2 separate regions of the Callithrix jacchus genome follow, and region 2 is linked to region 1. A link is a contact called in public Hi-C data. All regions are on one chromosome and are shown on one strand. The core of a region is the stretch at or near the end of the contact, and the rest is flanking DNA. Distances in the headings are between cores, read along the strand shown. Region 1 overlaps LOC103787887 (a long non-coding RNA gene). Region 2 overlaps CYP26B1 (cytochrome P450 family 26 subfamily B member 1).

Evidence for each region. A called contact is a pair of places that touch in the nucleus more often than the background predicts.
Region 2: a Hi-C map of induced pluripotent stem cells shows a contact between it and region 1, with 4 times the contacts expected there. The contact joins two enhancer-like sites. A contact is called at or near these places in 3 of 3 Hi-C or Micro-C datasets (induced pluripotent stem cells and skeletal muscle).

What each region holds. Positions count from the first base shown.
Region 1 is chr14:40,046,867-40,052,870 of calJac240_pri, reverse strand. The region is part of intron 2 of LOC103787887 (a long non-coding RNA gene); the gene reads right to left. Among named protein-coding and RNA genes, the nearest start is that of CYP26B1, 210 kb to the left of the region's middle. Within about 2 kb of position 3,685, at least 3 of the 16 cell types and tissues checked have an H3K27ac peak or open chromatin away from gene starts, as enhancers often do.
Region 2 is chr14:40,243,876-40,249,879 of calJac240_pri, reverse strand. It overlaps CYP26B1 (cytochrome P450 family 26 subfamily B member 1), which reads left to right. Exons shown (of 6, transcript XM_002757632.6): 3 at 5,229-5,504; 4 at 5,726-5,881. Among named protein-coding and RNA genes, the nearest start is that of CYP26B1, 11 kb to the left of the region's middle. Within about 2 kb of position 2,504, at least 6 of the 16 cell types and tissues checked have an H3K27ac peak or open chromatin away from gene starts, as enhancers often do.

The DNA of each region.
Region 1 (6,004 bases), core at 2,436-4,935:
TGGTCTTGGGCTGTGCTTCTCCGTAACTCTGGGCACGGCGAGGTTCCTTCCAGCCTGAAAAGTCCATGTAGGGAGCCTCAGATCTGCCTCTCCCCAGGTAGCCCTCCTCAAGCTTGGACAGTGCTGAAAGTCTTGAATATTCTCATTCATTTAAAGTGGTGAGAAACTCAATGTGTTGCTGCTCCCAGGGATGTAGGCGTGAGGAAGAAGGGTAGCTGGCATTTTATTTAGCGAACCTAAGAGGACCATGTGTAGCTCAAAGGAGTGACTAATGTAGGGAATTTGGGGCACCACAAGAATGAACTGATGAGAGATTTCTGTGCACTAGGCCTTCCTGACCCCCCTGAGTGTTCCATGCTGAAATGGGAGGGGCTCTGCCTCTGCAACACAGGCCCTTTGGGGTCAGCCATGTGGGGAGGAGGCTTCTTCCCACCAGAACCCTCAGTCCCATCCCATGTCCCACCCATTTCACCAGCCCCAGGCCTGGCAGGGGGGCAGTGACGGCTCTGCAAGCTGTCACTCACCAGGCCTGTGTCAGGCACAGGTGTTTCTAATAAGGACTCCTCAGGCCGGCTACATCCAGGAGGATGTTTACAAGAAGGTCTGATGAGAAATTGTCTCCAAATGCTGCCTTGTAAGCAAGAAGTTATGAAGGGGGGCCGGCGGGGGGCGCCTTAGGCTGTAAGCAAACAGGACTCCAGAATGGGGCCTGGCCAGTGCTCTCCTACCCCCCTCCCTTCTTGGCCAGGACTGGCAGGCTGGGGCCTGGGCAGGTCTGGGCCCACTGCCAAGGGTGCTAAGTGCCATTGGGGTTGGGTTTCAATAAACAAAAGCAATAATGTTGGAAGAACCTCCACAATAAACAGAGGCTGGGGCATCCCAATATTGCTATCCAACCCCTGAGGCCTTGTCTCTGACCCTGTGGTCTTCCTTCAGCCCCTCCTCCACAGGGCAAGGGGCAGGAAATCACAGGTTTTATTATCAGCATAATGCATAATCAACACGTTATTAAAGAGCATCTTCTTGGAGAAGCCCAGAGAAGGAAGAGGGGTGTCCTGTCTCCAAGCCTTCACATGGAGAACACTCCAGTATGATTACTCCCTCAAAAAGGAAGGTAGGGGGATGCAAAGCCGGGGTAGGGGGCTGCCAGCTTTTTCGGCTTTGAGCCCCACGCAGTTTCTTTTGAAACTACTCTCCTCTGCCATTGCAGTGCAAAGGCAGCCTTGGATAAGAGATTGCTGGGTGGGCAAGGTGGGTTCTGATCTGCAGGAAGTAGTGTCCTGACCTCCGATGCACAGGATCAAATGAGACCCAGAGAGGAGAAGTGACCAGTCAAGATCATGAAACCTGTGGGCAACTGAGCAGGACAACTGCCAGGCTCCGGACCCCTCTGCCCTGCAGGCTGTGGACAAGCACGACCAAGCTCAGTGTAGCCTACCAAGGCGGTCCTGGGGACCTGAACCAGGAACAAGGGAATTACACTGCATGGAACAGGCCAGTGTTTTGGAGAGGAACTTGACAGTGAGAGAGTGGTACAGACAAAAGGCAGAATGTCACTGGGTTGTCCCAGGGCTGCTGGCCAACAGCTTCTGGTGCCTTCCCTGAGTTGTGGAGACGAATACGAAGGAGGGTGGCGGGAGCCAGGAGGGGTGCTGCTGAATGCTGAGGCTGCAGATGTCCCCCTTTGAACATGATCCCTGTGTGTGTGGGCCTGTGTGGGTCGCGGGGTCCCTAGGGTGATGCTGTGCTAGCGAAGAAGGGCGCAGTTCAGCTTGGGGCATCTCTGTGAGAATGGAATGAAATTCCCTTGGGGTGTGGGTGAGGTTGAAGGGCACTGAACGAGGCTGGGCTGGGCATGTTTCGTGGTGGGTTGAGGTGTGTAGAGGACTTGAAGGCCCAGGGTAGCTGGGAGTTCAGTGTGGCTACGGGATCAGGGAACTGTGAGAGGGCTTGGGGCTGCCATCAGAGTACCCACTTTTTAAGTGGAGGGGCAGTGAGGTTTGGCCTGGGGTGTTCTGCTTGCAACCAGGTTGAGCATTACTGTGACATGTGGCTTTGGGGTTGGCAAGTCTTTGTTAGGTAGGCTTGGGCTGGAGATTGGGGCATGGATAATGGGGTTTGAAGATGAGTGTATGCTTAAGACACTGAGGGTCAGTCCAAGGTTAAATCTGGTGGGTCAGCTTTGGTAAGGCTGCGTATGAGGAGAAGTTCTGGGGTTACGAGTGTAGCCTTGTTTTAAGGTCTTGTGTTGGCTGGGATTGAGGTCGTTGTTTGGTAAGGCTCATGGAGTCAGTGAGTATTTAACTTGGGGGTTGTCTATGCCAGGGGCTCTAATTAGGGGGTAGGATCCATGGGAGGCTGGAGATGGGAGTGACAGGCCATGATTGAGATTGGGGTCAGCCTGTGGCTGGGCAGCTGGCAGAGCTGGGGTTCGGTGGATCAGTGTCTTCTAGAACTGAGAGGGTGTGCGTGTGTGTTGCCTGGGACAGGGAGCCGATGTGTATTAGGGGTTGGGGCATTGCCATGTGTGACTGAGTTCAGGGAGAAACATGTGCCCAGGCTAAATGTTCCAGTGTGGCTGTCTTGGGCCAGTGTATGGTTAAGGATGAAACCAGTGTATAGTTGGAATTGAGGGATAAGCATGATTCGGGGTCACTTGTGATTGAGGATTCAAGGTGCAGCTGGGCTTGCAGTTTGCTTATTGTGTTCATAGGTTTGTGGGTCAGGGTACAGCCAGATTTGGAGTAGACAGTCTGTGTTTGGGGATTAAGTAGTGTGTGTTTGAGGCTCAGTTGGAGGGTTAGGGTGTGCATGAAGTCAGGGAAAGTGAATGAGGAGTCTCCCAAGAAAGCCTCCTAGAGGAAGGAAGCCTCATGAGCAGAACCTGGAGGCTGAGTCAGAATGAGCTGACGACCTGGGCCAGGGTTCCACATGCAGTGGGGTTACAGGTCACTGTGGGACCACGAGGGTGAGAATGGGTCATAGGAACTGGCAAAAAGGGAGTTTATGGAGTCAGGGCTTCGTTTCGAGTGGCAAGTCCTTGAATAGACTTCTCAAACTGGGCTTCTTAGGGAATGCAGAAACTGGGGATTCAAGGATCGAACTTACTTGAATATCTGGGCAAAAACAATGTAGCAAATGCTGCTGCCCACACACCCTTGGTCCTCACACTTCTTGATACACTGACAGCTCTGTGCTGCAGCACCTGTGACTCTGTCTGAGGGTGTTGGCTGGGAGAGCAGGCTCAGTCTGCACTGACAAGCCACAAGGGCCTGAAGCCAATGCCCAGTGATAGCCCATCGCAAAGACAGGCAGGAATTGGTAGATAAATACCCTGGCTTCGGCGCCTTAGCCTGGCTGAGTGCCTTGCGGGCAGCAGTCTCTTGCTCATTTATCTACCCAAGGCGGCTTCCTTCCTTCCTTCACCAGCTCACAGTGCCGCTGCCCCATGGTGATGTTTCCTGGGATCACAGCCCAAGTGCAAGGACTTGCTCTCACACCTGTGTCTCAGGCCTCCTCCTAGGAACCCAGCCCCAGAAAGACACTTCAGTGGTAAAGCTAACAAAGATGGACTGTGGAGCATGAATTCCACAGGACTCCCGGAGATAAAGGAAACGCCCGGACGGAGAGCGCGTGCCTCTGCAGTGGGGGTTCCCTGCCTTAGCTCACCAGTAGGGGCTTCAATTTGGGAACCCCAGCTGAGCTAGAGGGCAGGGAGGGGTGGTGTGCCTCCTGGGTACCGACAGGGTGGAGCAGGGTGGGGCGTGGGTCTGAAGGGGCAAAACAACAAGCACTGAGCACCGCTCTGCACTAGGGCTTGGGGAACGAATCACATGTGGCCAGGGGTACAGTAAGTGCGTAGCTGGGATTCAGGTTCCTCAGCTTGTTTCCTCTATTACAGGGTCAGAATGGGATTGAGCTGACTAGCTTCGAGGTTGTTCTCGTCCTAATAACTTTGTGGGGATCAATGTGCAGTTGCTATGGGTGGCCAGAGTAGCCCAGTTGTGGTATTGTGTGGTGGGTGACCCTATTAAATCATGCTTGGGATTGGGAGTTATGCCATGGAACTGATGGTAGCTGTCAACAGTGGTCATGGAGTTCCCTGGAGGGAGGGCTGTGTAATTGCTTTGAGAGTACAGTGAGTCACTGGGTAGGGGTCAATATTTGAAACAGTCAGAATGGGGAGGAAGATTTATCCAAGGCAGCTGACAATCTGTGTAGTACATTTGCATGGATTTTTTTAAAAGGCCCCTCTCTGGGCAGAAGCAGCCCTGCCCCCATGGGACAGGCATGGTAAATGGGGTGCAGGTTGGATTTCAGCCTCCACTTGTCCTCTCATCTGGGTGCCTTTGGGAAGTGACCAACCAGCACAACTGCACACGCCAGTTCTGGGCGCAGTTGGCGTCTCTAGCAGGGCATCCTTTCTAACCTGCCTCAGCGGTGCCCATGTCCTCCAGCCCTCTCCACAGTTGTTGCCTCCAGCTGTCCTGCTCTTCCACAGGGAGCCCGGGTGGGTTTCTGCAGAATGAGCCTCTGCACTCTGTGAGGCTTGGGAGCTGGCTTCCTGGAGTGAGGGTCAGGGTCAGGGTTCGAGTCCTGGCCACGTCGTATATGTGTCAGAATGAGCAATGCCTTTTTAGGTCACATATACTTTGGACTTCAACACTGCTTTATGTAGGCTGTAAAATTAATAGGTGGGAACTAGATTTATGGGCCCCGCTGGGCTGTTCTTTGCTTGTTAGGTTAAACACACTGATTTCCTGGTACAAAAGTGCTTGTTAAAATAATCTCCCCCAGCATGTTCAGAGGGGACATATCTGTCTTTTTTTGGGGGAGAGGGGTTGGGAGAAGACCACATACCCCATCCCCACCTCCCCTCCTGACCCACCTGTCATGGCCTCCCCCATCCCCCACGGTGTGTATGATGGAATGAATGATAATGTTTCTGGGTGTGGGTGGGGGGCCTAGGGAAGGAATGCACATCCGTGCAGATAGCACCAGAGCCAGATGCACCCTCGCATCAACCCCCATTCACCCTGAAGAGCCACTGGCCTTCGTTCCTGCCCTATCTCTAGAAGGAGGGAGCAGGGGGAGGTGTGTGTATGGGAGGCACAGCTTGGCTGGAGGGGAGCCAGAGGATGTCCTAGCTGTCGCTTTTGAAGACTTGGAAGTTGGAAATGGAGGCAGAGAGGAGGCAGAGGCCCTGCTTCTTCCAGCTCTGCAAGCCCTCAGGTGGCATTGTGTTTGCAGATACATGAGACTCCTCATCTTCCACAATGCCTGAGACAGGCACCCTCCCTGAATGACTCACCCTCTTAGGGGGCAGAGGCTGTCTTGCCACCTCCTGCCCTGGTGGGGTGCCCCTTCTTCCCCTGGGGGTATGTCTGGTGGAGTCACAAGAGGAGTGGATTTTGCAGAGCTTGTCAAAAACTTCTGACAAGAACCAGGTTGCTCACAGATGTTCTGGGCAGAGCAGGGGCTGGAGCAGGCTGGGTCCCGTTGAGGGGAAGACAGTGTGGTGAGCAGCTGCAGAGACACTCCTACAGGGCAGGAAGAAAAGCCCAGGCTGGACCAACTCAAGAAGCATGCTTGGCACTTAGTAGGCGCATGAGATCTGGTTGAATGACCTCATGCTGATGGAATGCTCGGTGGCATCTACTTCCTTGTTGAAATCCAGCTGGTTTTGAAACCCTCCGAAGGTGATGCTTCCCAGCCCTTGAGCCCACGGCAGTGCCTGGCTCCATGGAATTCCAGGGTTCTCACTGAGCTCCTTTCCTCCCGCCTCGTGCTTTCTCAGGCATCATGCCCATTAATCTCCATGACTTGTCAGTGTTCCCCTCCTAGGCTGGACTCCTCACCCTCCTCTGTCAGCCAAACTGCTCAGCCTTGGAAACTCACTTCAAGCGCTGCTCCTCTGGGCTCCCATTGCCTTTTGTATTTGATATTTGCTGTCATTTCAGCAAAGCACATGACCTACTCCATGCCTCATTCTCCACATCTGTTC
Region 2 (6,004 bases), core at 1,255-3,754, 200 kb before region 1:
GATGCCTCGGCAGGAGGCGGTGCCAGGAGTACCCATGGTTGTGGGGTCCTGGGGAAGGCAAGCCCACACTGGCTCTAGAAGGCCCTGGACCAAGGCACAGCCTCTGGCTACAGTGATATCCACCAGGCTCAGCTTAGGGCAGAAGGTCCAGCCTGCGCTGGATGGAAGGCCAGTGGCACAGCCAGGCAGCTCTGCTGCTGAGAGATCTGCCCCAGCCCCCAGGCATAGGCACGACGCCTTTGTTCTGCCAACACAAGTCCTTTACCCAAAAGTTACTGTAGCACCAGTGGGTGGGCACAGGGGCTGCTGAGGGGGCGGTGGCAGGAGCTGATTTATCTGAAGGTCAGTGGGGGAGGGAACCCACGGTCAGCTGCCAGGGCGCCTGGGAATGGGTGCCTCCCTCTGCATGCCCTTGTGCCAGGCAGTGGGTGGGTGGGTGGCCTGGACAGGGGGGCCAGCCCTTCCCTCTGTCCCTCCTTTCTGTGTCCTTCTCCCAAGGCAGGGAGGGGTCCAAGGCTGTGATGCTGATGTGTTTGCTCACTCTCCCAGCCTTGGAAGACAAAGGTGGCCTTGGTGGGGAATGAGAAGGCTTGGTGGGGTCTGCCCTGGCCCTCCCATGATGGTCGCTGTATCTGTTCTGGGTCCCCTAGACCTAAAAAGAAGCAGCTGCAGGGCCCTGAGACACGCTGGGACCACACCAGCGTGGTGGGGACAGCTGGCCTCACCCTGAGAGTGGACCTCACCCTGAGGAGGTTCCCCTTCAGGACCCTTGGATAAATTCAGAGCCCACCAGGCCTGGCAGAGGGCAGCTCTGTGGGATCTGGAGTGGTGGGAGGCAGGGAGTTCAGGGCCTCTGGTGGGTGTGACCAGCCATGCTCTGCACTGTGGCCTTCGAAGGGCCCCTTGGGAGGGCCCCTCCCCACCCACAGTTTTCTAAGGTGGGGGTTCCTGGTGGCTGGAGGCAGGAGAGGTAAGAGCAGCTGGGCAGGTCTCAGAATCTGTGGCTCTGCAGGTATCTGCCAAGTGCTGCCCTCCTTTTCTTGTCTTGCCCACCTTGTGCTGTGTGGAAGAGTTAGGGCAGTGGGGGGCATGTCTCCAGGTAGGATAATCACAGCTGGAGTCAAATGGGGGGCAGGCACTCTGCTCCAACTGCTGGAGCCTGTTGGGGATCTGGGCAAGCCTCCCTGCAACCAGAGGGACTGAGTGTGCCCAGCCCCACACACCCGGATTGGACATTTCCAATTCTGGGCGAAGCTGCCTGGCATTTCCAGTGGGCCAGGGTGAAGCTGAGGCCCAGTGGAAATGCCAGGCAGCTGGGAAGATGACGTCCTCTCACCCCCCTTGCCTGAATATAAAGTACACACCTTGGCGTCACCCCTGTGCGGACGGCTGCCTCAGCGGCGGCCTGCCCTCTGTTATTCTTTCCACTCCGCAGGCCGAGGCTCCGGTGGCTTGGCCGGGTGGCCTGCCCGGGCCCCCACCCTCCTGGGCAGCCGCTTCCATTCCTCCCAGTCTGAGTCACTGGCCCAGGCAGTGGGTCCCTGCTTCAGCTCTGCCGGCTTCTGTGCCTATCCGTTTGTCCATCTGTCCACATCGACCAGCAGAGAAGGGGGCGCTATGTGGCTGAGCAAGTGTGGCACGCAGGGCTATAGGGGTTCACAGAGCGACCTCCCTACCAGGGCACTGGGTGAGAGGTGGGAGGGATGAAGAGACCCGGTCGGGGAGAAGGCACTTGTAGAAATACTGATGGGGAATCTGAGCCTTCACCAGCCCCTGGGGGTGCCCCCAGACCCTTGTGGGATCAGCTCCCACTCCAGAGGGAGGAGGGAAGCAAAGGTGCGAACTCCTGAGCCTGTGGTGTCCTTGGGGGCTTGGCAGGGGAGTTGTCCAAGGCCATCCCTCCCAGCGAGTGCCCTCCCTCCTGCCCAAGCCTCTGAGGCTGCAGCAGGTAAACCTGGACAGGCGCTCCTGCTCCTGCGACAGTGCTCTCGCTCTCCCCCGCACCAGCCCTGGTGGGAAGGCCATACCTGCCGCTCCCTCTGCAGGGTTTGGTCTGGGCCTGGGCTGGCTTTCGGTGACCTTTGTCCGGCCTTCTTGGCTGACTTTTGGGAATTCCGAGGGAAGCCCCAGAGGGAAACAAAGCAGCCTGGCTCCTGCGATGCCTGTGGTCAGGGAAGTAGCTGCGGCCCGAGCCCTTCCTCTCTTCACTCAGAGCCGCTCCCTGGCACCTTCCCAGTATGCCCCAGTCCTGACCCTAGCAGGCTGCGGCCTCAGACCCAGCCCTCCCTGACGCAGGCCCGCAGCCTGGGCCTCCGCCTCCACCTCCGCTGTCCTTCGCAGCGGGTGGTGGTTTCAGAGCTGCCCCAGCTTCCGGAAGTGCCTGTGTTGTTACCCCTGGGCACAGACCCAGGGATGAGGCCCTGGAGGCTTCCCAGGCTGGGGAGGCCCCTATGCCTGTGGAGCAGCTGGGCCAGAGGAAGGGGCCTGGACCTGGTGCCTCTGAACCCAGCCCCTGGGGCTGGAGTGCCCTCTGTTCACCTTTGCTGGGCTTCTTATTTGGGCGGATTCTCCACCCCACGGTGGGCTCTGAGAAGTGTCATGGACAGCCCAGTGGAAAGGCCCTCAGAAGGGCCAGTTGGGTCTCTAGTGACCCCAGTGGGGAAACAGCTCCAGGAGGGACAGCGGCCTGCTGGCTGTCACTCAGCAAGTCAGCTGTGGCAAAGACAGAGTCCTGGAACTGCCTTCACTTCTCTTCCAGAAGCCTCAGCCCCAGGGGCCTGCAGGTGCTGGGTGGCAATGGCTTTTCCAGGATTCCAGCTTCTGGCCTTGCCCATGGACCCCTCCCCCCGGGGGTCATGTGTGGACCTCTGTCCTCATAGTCCTCCTCTCAGTTCTAGGTCCCCCTCGGGCCTTCTCTTTTCCTGAACTGTCCCTGCCTGCCCTCCAGGGCCCCCAAGGCCTGGGAAGGAGCAGTTCAGCCGGCCATCGCTAGAGGGCGCAGGAAACAGAACCCATGGGGCAAGGCAGAGCTTGTCCATGGGTGAGGTGGGGGCCCTCCATGCTCCCCCTTTTGAAACCCTGGGATGGCCCCTCCCGGGACATTATGGTCGGTTTTGGGTGTATGAGTGGGGGCTGGAAGGCGCTCTCCAGGGAATTTGAGCATTGCCAAGTTCTGGGCCACTTTGAAGGGATAGCATCTGCTTAGGGGCAGGTGGGTGCAGATGTTGACGTGCTCAGTGGATTGAAAGGTCACCTGGCTCCACCTCACTGTTTTACAAATGAGGAAACTGAGGCTTGGGGGAGCAGGTGGCCATTCGGCCATGATCACACTGTAAGTTGCTGGATGATGCACAGTTACAACTCAGCCCCTTTTCCATCACCCACTGCACCTAAGAGCCCACTGACTCCGACTTTGGCTGGGCCTGGTGGACGTGGCCTCTGCCTTTTCCCCACTCCTCACGTCTGTCTTTGGATCAGGTCTCCCATGTGCTGGGGGCCCTGGCCAGCCCCTACCCTGCACCCTCCATGACAGAACCCCTAGTCCATCCTCGGCTGGCTGGCTCTGGGTCAGCTATGACCTCTCTGGCCCTCTCTGTCCCACCTCTGGACTCCCTGTCCCGCCATGGAGGTCTGGTGGCCGCAGAGTGATTTTCCTGCCCTCTGTCTCATTTCCTGATGCACTTTCCCTTCCTATGTACGGCTGTCTGCTCACCCCGTTGTCTGCTCACCTTGTGGCTCTCTCCTGTCTGTAAGGGGTGCTTCATTGGCTGGTGCTGGGCTCCAGGGTAAGGGCGCCCTCCCATTTTCCCAAGACCCTTCATTTGCCCAAAGGCTGAAGCTGGAATCCTAAGGACACGAGGGTTGGGGGTTGAAGCAAACAAGCACTGCCTTTATACATCACTCTGAAAGGAGGCAGCAGTTAGAGTCCCCTGGAAATTCCCTGTGACCCCCAAAACTGGGCAAGGTGTGAATGACCCATCTGGGCCTAGGCTGACCTAGGCAACCTCCTATCATCCTTCTACCTCTCAGTTGTCGCTTTGTAGCAGGCCTGCCCCAAACAGCGCAGGCCTCTCTGCCCCTTGCCGGCCTCCTGCCCTCCCTCCCTCCCTCCCTCCACCGGGAATTTCGGAATGAAAGTGCTATTGTGAATGTCTGACTGGGCCACTGAAGGGCCAGCACTGTTATTTCTGCAAACCAGCCCTCCCATTAGCCATGCAGGGCCCAGGCCAGGAAAATGTTACCTTTCCTCCCTGAGCTGACTGCAGGGGAAATTCTCACATTTACAGTTTGTGCGGTGGTTGTGTCTGGGGGGCAGGAGGGGGAGGGCAGCGCGTGTGTGTGGTTTGTATGGGGTGGGGTGGGGGGCTCCCTCTTCTGCTTGTCCCTCCCCTCCCGGCCTTTGCTTGGTGCTGGTAGCAGGGGGCACTCGCCCTTCTCATCTGAACTCTGGTGGGATGGAGGCTGCTGCTTGCAAGTAAGACCCACGGGCTGTTGGTAAATAAACTTAACATCCTCCCCTCTCCTCCACACATGAAAAACTTGTGCTGGGAGACCTGGGTGAGGAGGGGTGGCGAGGGGGCTGCAGAGCCAGTCAGGAGGATGGAAGGCAGGGAGGTAGAAATAGGACTCACTGGCCGCTTCCAGTGTCCCTGGAAGATGCTGGGAATTCACAGGGCTTTTGTTTGTCTTTATGATCTTTGGGGGTGGAAAGCCATTGCCCCCAACCCCCCTGGTTCTGGACCTGGCCTCACTGAAGGCCTTTTAATGGCACAGCTGTTAATAATCCTAGAATCTGCACCCAGTAGGTGTTTCCCGCAAGTGATAAGTTTTGGTTCTGAGGAAGTCCTGTTTGAGGTCTAGTCTCAGGCTTTCTTGCTGCCCCATCCATGGAGTGGCTTTCCCCCGAGGGCCGTCCCTACTTCCCTGTGCAGTCTGACGCCTGTGCTCCACTTCTCCCAGCACGCCTGCCCTTTTCCTCCGATTCCGAAATGGGCTTTGCAGTGTAAGGGCAGCCTCCCTGCTCTGGCCCGCTCAGCCCCCACCTGTGCCCCTCGAAAGCCACATCCCCCAAAGACGTGATGGCAGCTGGCCTGCCCAGCTCCCAAGGCTTTGCTATTGTGTGGAAACTGAAGTTCTCCCTGGTCACATTCATCGTTCAGGCAGAGTGAGGGGCTGGCCAGGGGCAGGCTGTGCCAGCTGGCTCACTCACCTGCCTCTCTGCCTTCCAGGTCTTTTCCAAGATCTTCAGCCATGAGGCCCTGGAAAGCTACCTGCCCAAGATCCAGCTGGTGATCCAGGACACACTGCGTGCCTGGAGCAGCCACCCTGAGGCCATCAACGTGTACCAGGAGGCACAGAAGCTGACCTTCCGCATGGCCATCCGGGTGCTGCTGGGCTTCAGCATCCCTGAGGAGGACCTTGGGCACCTCTTTGAGGTCTACCAGCAGTTTGTGGAGAATGTCTTCTCCCTGCCTGTCGACCTGCCCTTCAGCGGCTACCGGCGGGTGAGCACCTGGAGCCTGGGAGGAGAGGGGCAGGGGCACCCGTGAGCCTCCTCTTTGGGGGTGGGTGGCTGACCCTGAGATAGGCACCTAAGCATGGGGCCCATGACAGAGGGGAGAGGTGTCAGTGTGGGGTAGGAGGAGGCTGGAGTCTTCCCTGGTGATCCCGAGGCTCAGATGGGAGCCCGCCCTTCCATGTGGGTGACAGCCTTTTCTCCCTGCAGGGCATTCAGGCCCGGCAGATCCTGCAGAAGGGGCTAGAGAAGGCAATCCGGGAAAAGCTGCAATGCACACAGGGCAAGGACTACTCGGACGCCCTGGACCTCCTCATCGAGAGCAGCAAGGAGCACGGGAAGGAGATGACTATGCAGGAGCTGAAGGTGGGGGCACATTCAGATCCTGCATGTGGGTGGGGCTGCCCCTTGCTGGCAGCCCCAGTATCCACACTCCATTCTGAGCTTTCCCCGGCAGAAATGTGCTGGGCCCTTTCTACCCACCTCTAG